Linked DNA regions of Bicyclus anynana: region 1 is linked to region 2. A link is a contact called in public Hi-C data. All regions are on one chromosome and are shown on one strand. Each heading gives the region's core, a stretch centred on a gene start, on an enhancer-like site or on the middle of the called end of the contact. The rest is flanking DNA. Distances are from core to core; before and after follow the strand shown.

Region 1 (4,147 bases), core at 1,097-3,596, 320 kb before region 2:
ACCCCAAAGTAAATAAGTAATCTAAGGGAAAAGAAACTCAAAGTTAATATTAATAGTTTTGATTTACATTTGTTTCATTTTCCTTCTTCTTACATGTAATTAATTTAATAAAAATTACTTAATTATGACTTAATTAGTTAACCGAAACATGCCTACATGATAAATAAATTTAGGTTTTATTGGACTGTATATTACTTATCTATGTAATTATTATTTACATATGAAACAATATAATTGAATGTAATAAATAGCCTGTGCGGCTACAGTTTATGATGTCCTGGTTTAAATTTTGGTTAAGGCTATGAAATGTAGAGTTTTTCTTTCAAGAATTTTTTAGTGGTAGCAGTTTGTGGTAACTTGTTATTGAGTATAATAACCCATCATCTTGGTAACTTGGTGGTTTACATTTCTCATCAAAAAAAATTTAAACAGTTCACCTGAACAGTACTTGCAGACTGTTTTGATTTTTTTGATGACAAGTATTATTAATATTTACTTAACATCTAATAATGAATGTCACATATATATGAGTCAAAAATCACTGCAACTGACAGCCGTATTGGAGCATAGAGCATCAGCTTCAATCATTTGGTGATATCAGCAGTCATTTTCAGCAGCTAGATTTACTTTAGAATTTTTTAATTTAGAATTTTAAACATAGTATCATGCTTCAAATCTCACCATGACATTGCTATGTGCAATGGCTTAGGCATATTTAACATCTATATCTCAGGTGAATAGGTACAAGGCAATATATTGTATTGTAGGATGTGTTCTCATAAGAATCATTTTGAAGGCAAGAACAAGCTCTAAGATCACTTATCGCCTTCAAAATATTGATGATTCTGTACTATTTCAGTTAAAAGTATTCAAAGACAGAATATAATTGTAAAAGTCAAAGTATAATATTGTGAACTGATGTTTATACAGAGATTCCTGGGTCATATATTAATTAAAAAAAAAAAACATACATACAGCCGAACGTAGAACCTCCTCCTTTTTGGAAGTCGGTTAAAAATAAGTATAAAGCATACCAATTTTAAGCCTCAATAGCTCAACGGTAAGAGGGGTCGGATTCATCACTAGAGGTGGTGGTTCAATCCTCACCCCGTTGGTCTATTGTTGTACCCACTCCTGAGACAGTCTTTCCCTAATAGTTGGAGGGGAATGGGAATATTATAAAAAAAGTATGGCAAATATTCTTTTTTTTAAAAAGAAAGAAAAAAGATTACCCAGTAGTGTTGTACCTTATTGATCTTGGTTGTTCAAGAAGTTTATAGGGTAAGCTATACAAAAAATATAAATAATATTTTAATTATACCTCTTGATTGACAGTCTGATTGAAATTGGGTTGGAGACTGATAGATAGTCTGAAATAAAATATATGCTACTTTTTAACACACATGATATGCCCACACTTCCAGACTTTGTAATCCTCTGTGCCAAATTCTATAGGTCTATACCTCTCTACAAAATTCAATAGGTCTATAGACCTCTGTGCCAAATTCAATAGGTCTATAGACCTCTGTGCCAAATTCAATAGGTCTATAGACCTCTGTGCCAAATTCAATAGGTCTATAGACCTCTGTGCCAAATTCAATAGGTCTATAGACCTCTGTGCCAAATTCAATAGGTCTATAGACCTCTGTGCCAAATTCAATAGGTCTATAGACCTCTGTGCCAAATTCAATAGGTCTATAGACCTCTGTGCCAAATTCTAAGGGTCGATAGACCTCTGTACCAAATTTCCTCTAGATCCATTCAGCCTTTCTGTCACCTTAAGAGAAAACAAACATTGTTACATCCATCCATCCAAACTTTCACGTCTAGAACTAAATTCGATGGAAAAGGTAGTTTGTAGACTACGGTTTGTACATTTTTTGTTTTTTTTTTTTTTCTACAAACTTAAAAACCATATTCAAGTTATCAGCCATCACGTGACTTTCAAAACTTTCTGAACCTTTTGAGATTAGCTTTGTGAATACCACCACAAGGAAGCTTAACTTTTCAGGACGTAAAGCTGTGTTCGCCAATAATGGTTCCAGAATCGAAACACCTTAATCACCTTTACGTTTAAGTTAGAATAGTGTAGATTTAATTTATGACTAATTTGGAAATAAACAAATGGTTAAGTACTTACGTATCGTTCGTTAGTTGCTGTAAGAAGGAAGTAAACTATGGAAATATAGGTTTATAAACAAAACACAACACAAAAAATATCACACACACCACATTATCACTAAGTCAAGTCACTAACCCCGGATCCCGGCGCGGACCGGGCGTAACACATAAATATAAATTCTTCACTCTTTACAGTTCACCTTCACTCTTCAGATTGGATTGTGATTGCAATACATTCGTCTTGTCAAACAGGCTTCGAAGATTTCATTCAGCTCGGTCATTTGTTCAACTGACTACAGATAAAAAATCACAAAAAAGTAAAAACATGAAGAAGACGCCCAAGGAATTTACTCATTCACCCTTTACCATCCTTAGACCACAAGAAATATGCTAATAGCACCATCTAGCGTGGCACAGAAACATTTTTCTACGTAAATAAGTTTTATGTACACAGATGGCCGTGTAAGTTCTAAAAGTAGTAACTTGTTGTGCGATATCTAGCGTCGAGAAGTATTTCTTAAACGTAAGTAGAAAATCTGTAAGATGGCGCTAATAATTTTTTTTTATCTACTCGTCAATAGATGTCGCTAGTTTACACATGTTAAGGGTAGTTTTCATTATCCACAAAAATGTAGTTAAAAAAACTGACCATTCTAAAAGAAATTCAAGTTTAGATTCTGTTTACTGTCTGAGTACTATACTTAACTTGACTGTAACACAACATTAAAAAATGACACAGTTATGAATTACTTTAATTTTTTTTTATTAAAAAGATTAATATTCTGAGATAATTTAATTTACTGCCTATCTATCTACTTTTTACCTGCCTATCAACTTTTTACCTACCTGTCTAAAATACTAACTTCATAGCGCAGTGGTGTGCGCGGTGAATCTTTATGACGGAGATCCTCATCGATCCCCGAATTGGCCGATTGAGGTTTTCTTAATTAGTCCAGGTAGAGCTGGTGGGAGGTTTCCGCCGTGGCTAGTAGCCACCCTAACGGAAAAGAAGTGCTGCCAAGCGATTTAGCGTTCCGGTACGATGTTGTGTAGAAACCGAAAGGAGTGTGGATTTCATCCTACTCCTAACAAGTTAGCCTGCTTCCATCTCAGATTGCATCATCACTTACTATGAGTGATAATTAAAAATTACATACATACAATTTTATTTATTTTGTACTAGCGGGCGCCCGCGACTTCGTCCGCCCTTGACCTTCTTAATCCAGCCCTTACAGTAGTATCGCTGTAAAAATGCAGTAACTTTTTTCGGTTATTTTAACTTTTCTCTCACTGCTCTGCTCCTATTGATCGTAGCGTGATGAAAAATATACTATAACCTCCCCAGGAGTATGAAGTATAATTATACCAAGTTTTTTTTTTAAAGAATACTTATTTGCCATATCTTTTGTAATATGGCCAATATTCCCATTTCCCTCCAACTAGTCGAGAAACACTGTGCTTAGGAGTGGGTACGACAATAGACCAACGGGGCGGGGATCGAACCACCACCCCTCGGTGATGAGGCTTTAAGTTTCGTTTTAATCCGTTGAGTAGTCTTTGTTTCTATAACGAACATATAGACAGACAGACAGACCAAAATTTTACTGATTGCATTTTGGCATCCGTATCGATCACTAATCACCCCCTGATAGTTATTTTGGAAATATATTTCATGTACAGAATTGATCTCTCTACAGATTTATTGTAAGTATAGATAGATAGATAGATAATAGATAGTACCTAATATAGATTTGTGAGAGGGTTTGTCAAGATTTAAATCCAAACAAAAATAATGAGTCCATTCAGAATAGATGAAAGCTGAAGATACGGACCTCAACGTCGCCTGTCACAACTGTATGACGGCTCGTTAAGATGGCGGAGGCCGGTGGGAATTGCAACATATGGCAAAAAATACATTATTTTTCTTTTCCGAGCTTTATTTTTATTTACGAGTATTTACCAAAAAGCAAGTAAGTGAGGATAGAGATACATGGAGAAGGATGGAGGAGGTCTATGCCCAAAAATG
Region 2 (4,801 bases), core at 2,232-4,731:
CCGCCGTAAGCTGAGGCATCGATCGCCCGCTAATATTAAAAGGCAGTGCCGTTAATATATGGCAACACCACCCATAGATCCATCAATCACTGCTTCGCTTCTTGTTTCTTCACTTTGGGAAAGTATACTTTTCAATTCAATAACTATTACTATTATAATAGTACATAATAGTTATTGTATTGTAAATTATTTATTTATCTGTCTGCTGTTTCTTTTTAGTTTTTAATATTGTACAATTAATTATGACAACCAGTACACAGGAAAACTATCGGTTTATGTTGCACTATGGTTCGGCTTAATTTCAATATATATTTTGTAGATTAATGAATACTCTTACATTGAGCCGTGATAGCCCAGTGGAAATGACCTTTGCCTCCGATTCCGGAGAGTGTGGGTTCGAATTCAGTCTGGGGCATGCACTTCCAACTTTTCAGTTGTGTGCATTTTAAGACAACCAGAACACAGGAAAAGTAACTGTGGTTTATGTTACACTATGGTTAGGCTTAATTAATGAATACTATTAGATTGAGTGGTGATAGCCCAGTGGATATGACCTTTGCCTTCGATTCCGGAGGGTGTAGGTTCGAATCCGGTCTGGGGCATGCACTTTCAACTTTTTTCCAACAGTTGTGTGCATTTTCAGAAATTAAATATCACTTGTCTCAAGCGGTGAAGGAAAAACATCGTGAGGAAACCTGCGTACAAGAGAATTGTCTCAATTATCTGCGTGTGTGAAATCTGCCAATCCGTATTGGGACTTGAGCTCAGCAGTGAGCCGAATATGGCTTAATAATGATGATGAAAAAATAATATTTATATAAAGTAGGTGATTAAATCACCTACTTTATATAAATATTATTAGATTACATTAAAACACTAATTTGCCTCGTTGATCGATTGGTTACACACCTTTTCGTGAGTTCCAGAGTTAAATTCTCGTAGGCATTAAATTGGTAGACTGTTTATCTCCTACATTAATATAATATTCTGAGGATTATTAATAACCGTAATAAATATTTTGTAATAAATGTACCTACTCCTTGACGCTGCATTTACTAAACGGACTTGGCTGTGGCCAGGAGATAGTTTATACCCTGCACACATAACACATGCTTTTCGTATTATTATCCCGGAAAAATCAATGATTCCCGCGCCGCGAAATTTGTAAAATACAAAATTTTACGCGAACAAAGTTGCAGGCGTCCGCTAGACAATAATAATAATTTACAACAAAACAACGTAATTAATGTTTTCATTACCATTTCCCCGATCGTTATAGCCACTTAACCCTATCATGCTCACCGTAATAGTATGAAGCGATTCGGATCGTCAAAATGGTACGCGACAATATCTATACATTTGCAACGTTAGACCGGACAAATAGATTTGTAATGTCTGTCAATTTATGAAATTTGTATTTTACAAAAAAAAATTACGCTCACAAAGTCGCGGGCGTCCGCTAGACAATAATAATAACTTACAACAAAACAAAGTACTTACTGTTTTCATTAACATTTCCCCGATCGTTATACCCACTTAACCCTATCATGCACACCGTAATTGTATAAAGCGATTCGGATTGTCAAAATGGTACGCAACAATATCTATACATTTGCAACGTTGGACCGGACAAATAGATTTGTAATGTCTGTCAATTTATGAGCGATGGGCGGCAATCAATTGCGTTTCGGCGGAATTCCACAATTTACTTTGTGCTTTGACAGCCGTGAAACCGGAGATATGTCCGGCAATATGCACGCTTGACAATTGATTAATACAATTCCTCTGCGCTCTGACATCCGCAATATACCCCTAATGCCTGGTGCGGCTCGCACAGTAGGTATGAACCAAAGACCGGAATATTAATCGCCATAAAATGGATACCTCGCTGCTTGATTAAATAAAATCTATACTAATAGATATTATTTCAATTCAACGGTACCACACTTAAGAAAATTCATGGACTTTTTTTACCATAAATGGCGTTTGGTTGCGATAATTTTAAATTGCGATTGTCGATATCACACGCTTTCCCCCGTATCGCTTTAAATGACAATAAAACAATGACAAAGTGGCAAACCGTCTTTCAAAAATAAGCAATAGTTGACTCATATCAAATTTAATATAACCAATATTGATTTCGTGTAGTACATGGAATGAGGGTCCGAAATATATCGATATCTATTAATAAAAGTTAAGGGTTTCTTAAAAAACTTAAAGGTCAAAAACGCTGTCGTCCATTTTGTGACGCACACTGGATGTACCTAATAAACATCGAGCTAATTGTTAACAAAATTTTTGTCAAACGCTCCGTTTGTATGGGATTTATTATAGTGACGTCACGAAACACTTAAAATATAGACTGTCATGGCCGACAGCCGTTTTGACTCATATTGTCAAAAACATATTTAAAAGCTAAATTTTTCATGTAATTGTCTCAAAAAAATATAAAAAAAAATTTAATCTAGTACTAATGAACTATTTAAGACCATTTAAAAAAAGTGTCAAATAGCCTATTAAGACACCCTGTGCTTCTCGAATCTTGGCTTGAATTTTTTTTACTATGGCAACAATTTTTGCTAACATTCCTAAGAACGCCGGGTAAGTAAAGTCCATAAGGAGTTTTGTTAAACACACATAAGACGTGCCGCGCGATATAAAGGTGGAATTTGGTACCGTAATAAAGTTTGAAAGGGCTGTAAAAGTGCTATAACTGTAACTTGGGGAAAGAGTCCTGATTTTAGTGGCGAGCGAGGGGCCGCGCCTCGCTTTTGGCTATTAATTGATCTAAAACCAATGGTAGGGGAGGCTATGATGCTAAAAGTGTACTGACTCGAGCGTCGCGAGACCAATTAGATTTGATAGAAAGATACGTAGTTAGAAAAAAATACTTTTCGGACACGCTCGAGTAAATCCTAAAGTCCTCCGTATGACGACCTCCGTGGCGCGATGGTATACATGGTGGATTTACAAGACAAGGAGGTCCTGGGATCGATCACCGGGTGGGCCGATTGAGATTTGGCTGGTGGGAGGCTTCGGCCGTGACTAGTTACCACCTTACCGGTAACGTACCGCAAAGCGATTTAGAGGTACGATGTCGTGTACAAACCGATAAGAGTGTGGATTTTTATCCTCCCTCTAACAAGTTAGCCCGCTTCCATATTAGATTGCATCATCACTTACCATCAGGTGAGATTGTAGTCAAGGGCTAACTTGCAAAGAATAAAAAAACTCTCTACGACACCTAACCTACAATAGAGTATACGGCTAACCTGTAAAGAATAAAAAGTGGCTCTCTTCGACACCTAACTTAGAATGGAGTAAGTATACGCTATAAAAATTGTACATAATCTTACATAATAAATGAACAATTTTTAAGATATTTAGTTGAAATTCGTAATTTCGTGCAGTGTAACATCCATTTTATAACACCAAAAACACCATCTGTCGGTGAGAGGAGGAACTTCTAGGTAACAACTAGGTACACCAGAGGAAAGATAACTACACGCTTTCTTCATTTTCCTGGTGAGTTGGACTTTTTTCAATGCTTCATAGTAATGACGCTACTCGCCGCTAGATGGCAGGCATATTGAAATAACAAAATTTTAGTTCTTTTTATTAATTCTACATACATACGTTTAATAATACTGCTCTAGGGTGAAAGTATTTTGAAAACCCCGTTTTTAACGAGTGTTTACTAATGAATTTTTATCAATAAAAATAACTCGTTAAGATATTTGAAATATAAATGAATGCCTTTTATTCAATTCAATATACCTCGAGAAGAATTATTATCATTTCTAGCTTTTTATTACCCCATGACAATAAATAAGGACACAAAATATATTTCAACGGCCTCCGTAGCGCAGTGGTATGCGCGATGGATTTACAAGACGGAGGTCCTGGGTTCGATCCACGGTTGGGCCAATTGAGGTTTTCTTCATTGGTCCAGGTCTAGCCGGTGGGAGGCTTCAGCCGTGGCTAGTTACCACCCTACCGGCAAAGACATACCGCCAAGCGATTTAGCGTTCCGGTACGATGCCGTGTAGAAACCGAAAGGGGTGTGGATTTCCATCCTCCTCCTAAGTTAGCCCGCTTCCATCTTAGATTGCATCATCACTTACCATCAGGTGAGATTGTAGTCAAGGACTAATATGTAAAGAATTAAAAAAAATTGTATATTAATTACGTCTACACAGTTATAAAGAGAAAATTAAAAAAAAAACCATTTTAGATTTCCTTCCCTACATACGAGGATGAATTTTTATCGTCTTTCCCATGGTATCGTTATCGGTATTTTTGTGCATTACATAGGAGATTAAAGTGCTAACTTAATCTACGGAACCCTACATTGCGCATGGCCCGACTCGCACTTGGCCGGTTTTATCCATTTTGTTTTCCGTCTTTTCATGTTAGTAATTTTATTTAATATTGTTTTTTGTATCTTCCATTATATTGTTTTGTGTTTTTGTGTGTGTCAAGTAAATTTATTTTATTTCTTGTGAGTATGCTGTAGAGCCGTGATAGCCCAGTGGATATGACCTCTACCTCCGATTCCGGAGGGTGTGGGTTCGAATCCGATCCGGGGTATGCACCTCCAACTTTTCAGTTGTGTGCATTTTAAGAATTTAAATATCACGTGTTTTAATCGGTGAAGGAAAACATCGTGAGGAAACCTGCATACCAGAGAATTATCTTAATTCTCTGCGTGTGTGAAGTCTGCCTTATCCGCATTGGGCCAGCGTGGTGGACTGCTGGCCTAACTCCTCTCATTCTGAGAGGAGACTCTAGCTCAGCAGTG

Evidence for each region. Hi-C and Micro-C count contacts between places; a contact is called where the count stands out from the background.
Region 1: a Hi-C map of whole larva shows a contact between it and region 2, with 9 times the contacts expected there. The contact joins the promoter of LOC112057974 here to the enhancer-like site in region 2. A contact is called at or near these places in 2 of 2 Hi-C or Micro-C datasets (whole body and whole larva).

What each region holds. Positions count from the first base shown.
Region 1 is chr20:9,226,154-9,230,300 of ilBicAnyn1.1, reverse strand. LOC112057974 (dystroglycan 1) reads right to left here and starts at 2,346. Exons shown (of 20, transcript XM_052887874.1): 1 at 2,141-2,346.
Region 2 is chr20:8,909,446-8,914,246 of ilBicAnyn1.1, reverse strand. All of the region lies in intron 6 of LOC112057970 (membralin), which reads right to left. Among protein-coding and RNA genes, the nearest start is that of LOC112057970, 11 kb to the right of the region's middle. Within about 2 kb of position 3,481, at least 3 of the 8 cell types and tissues checked have open chromatin away from gene starts, as enhancers often do.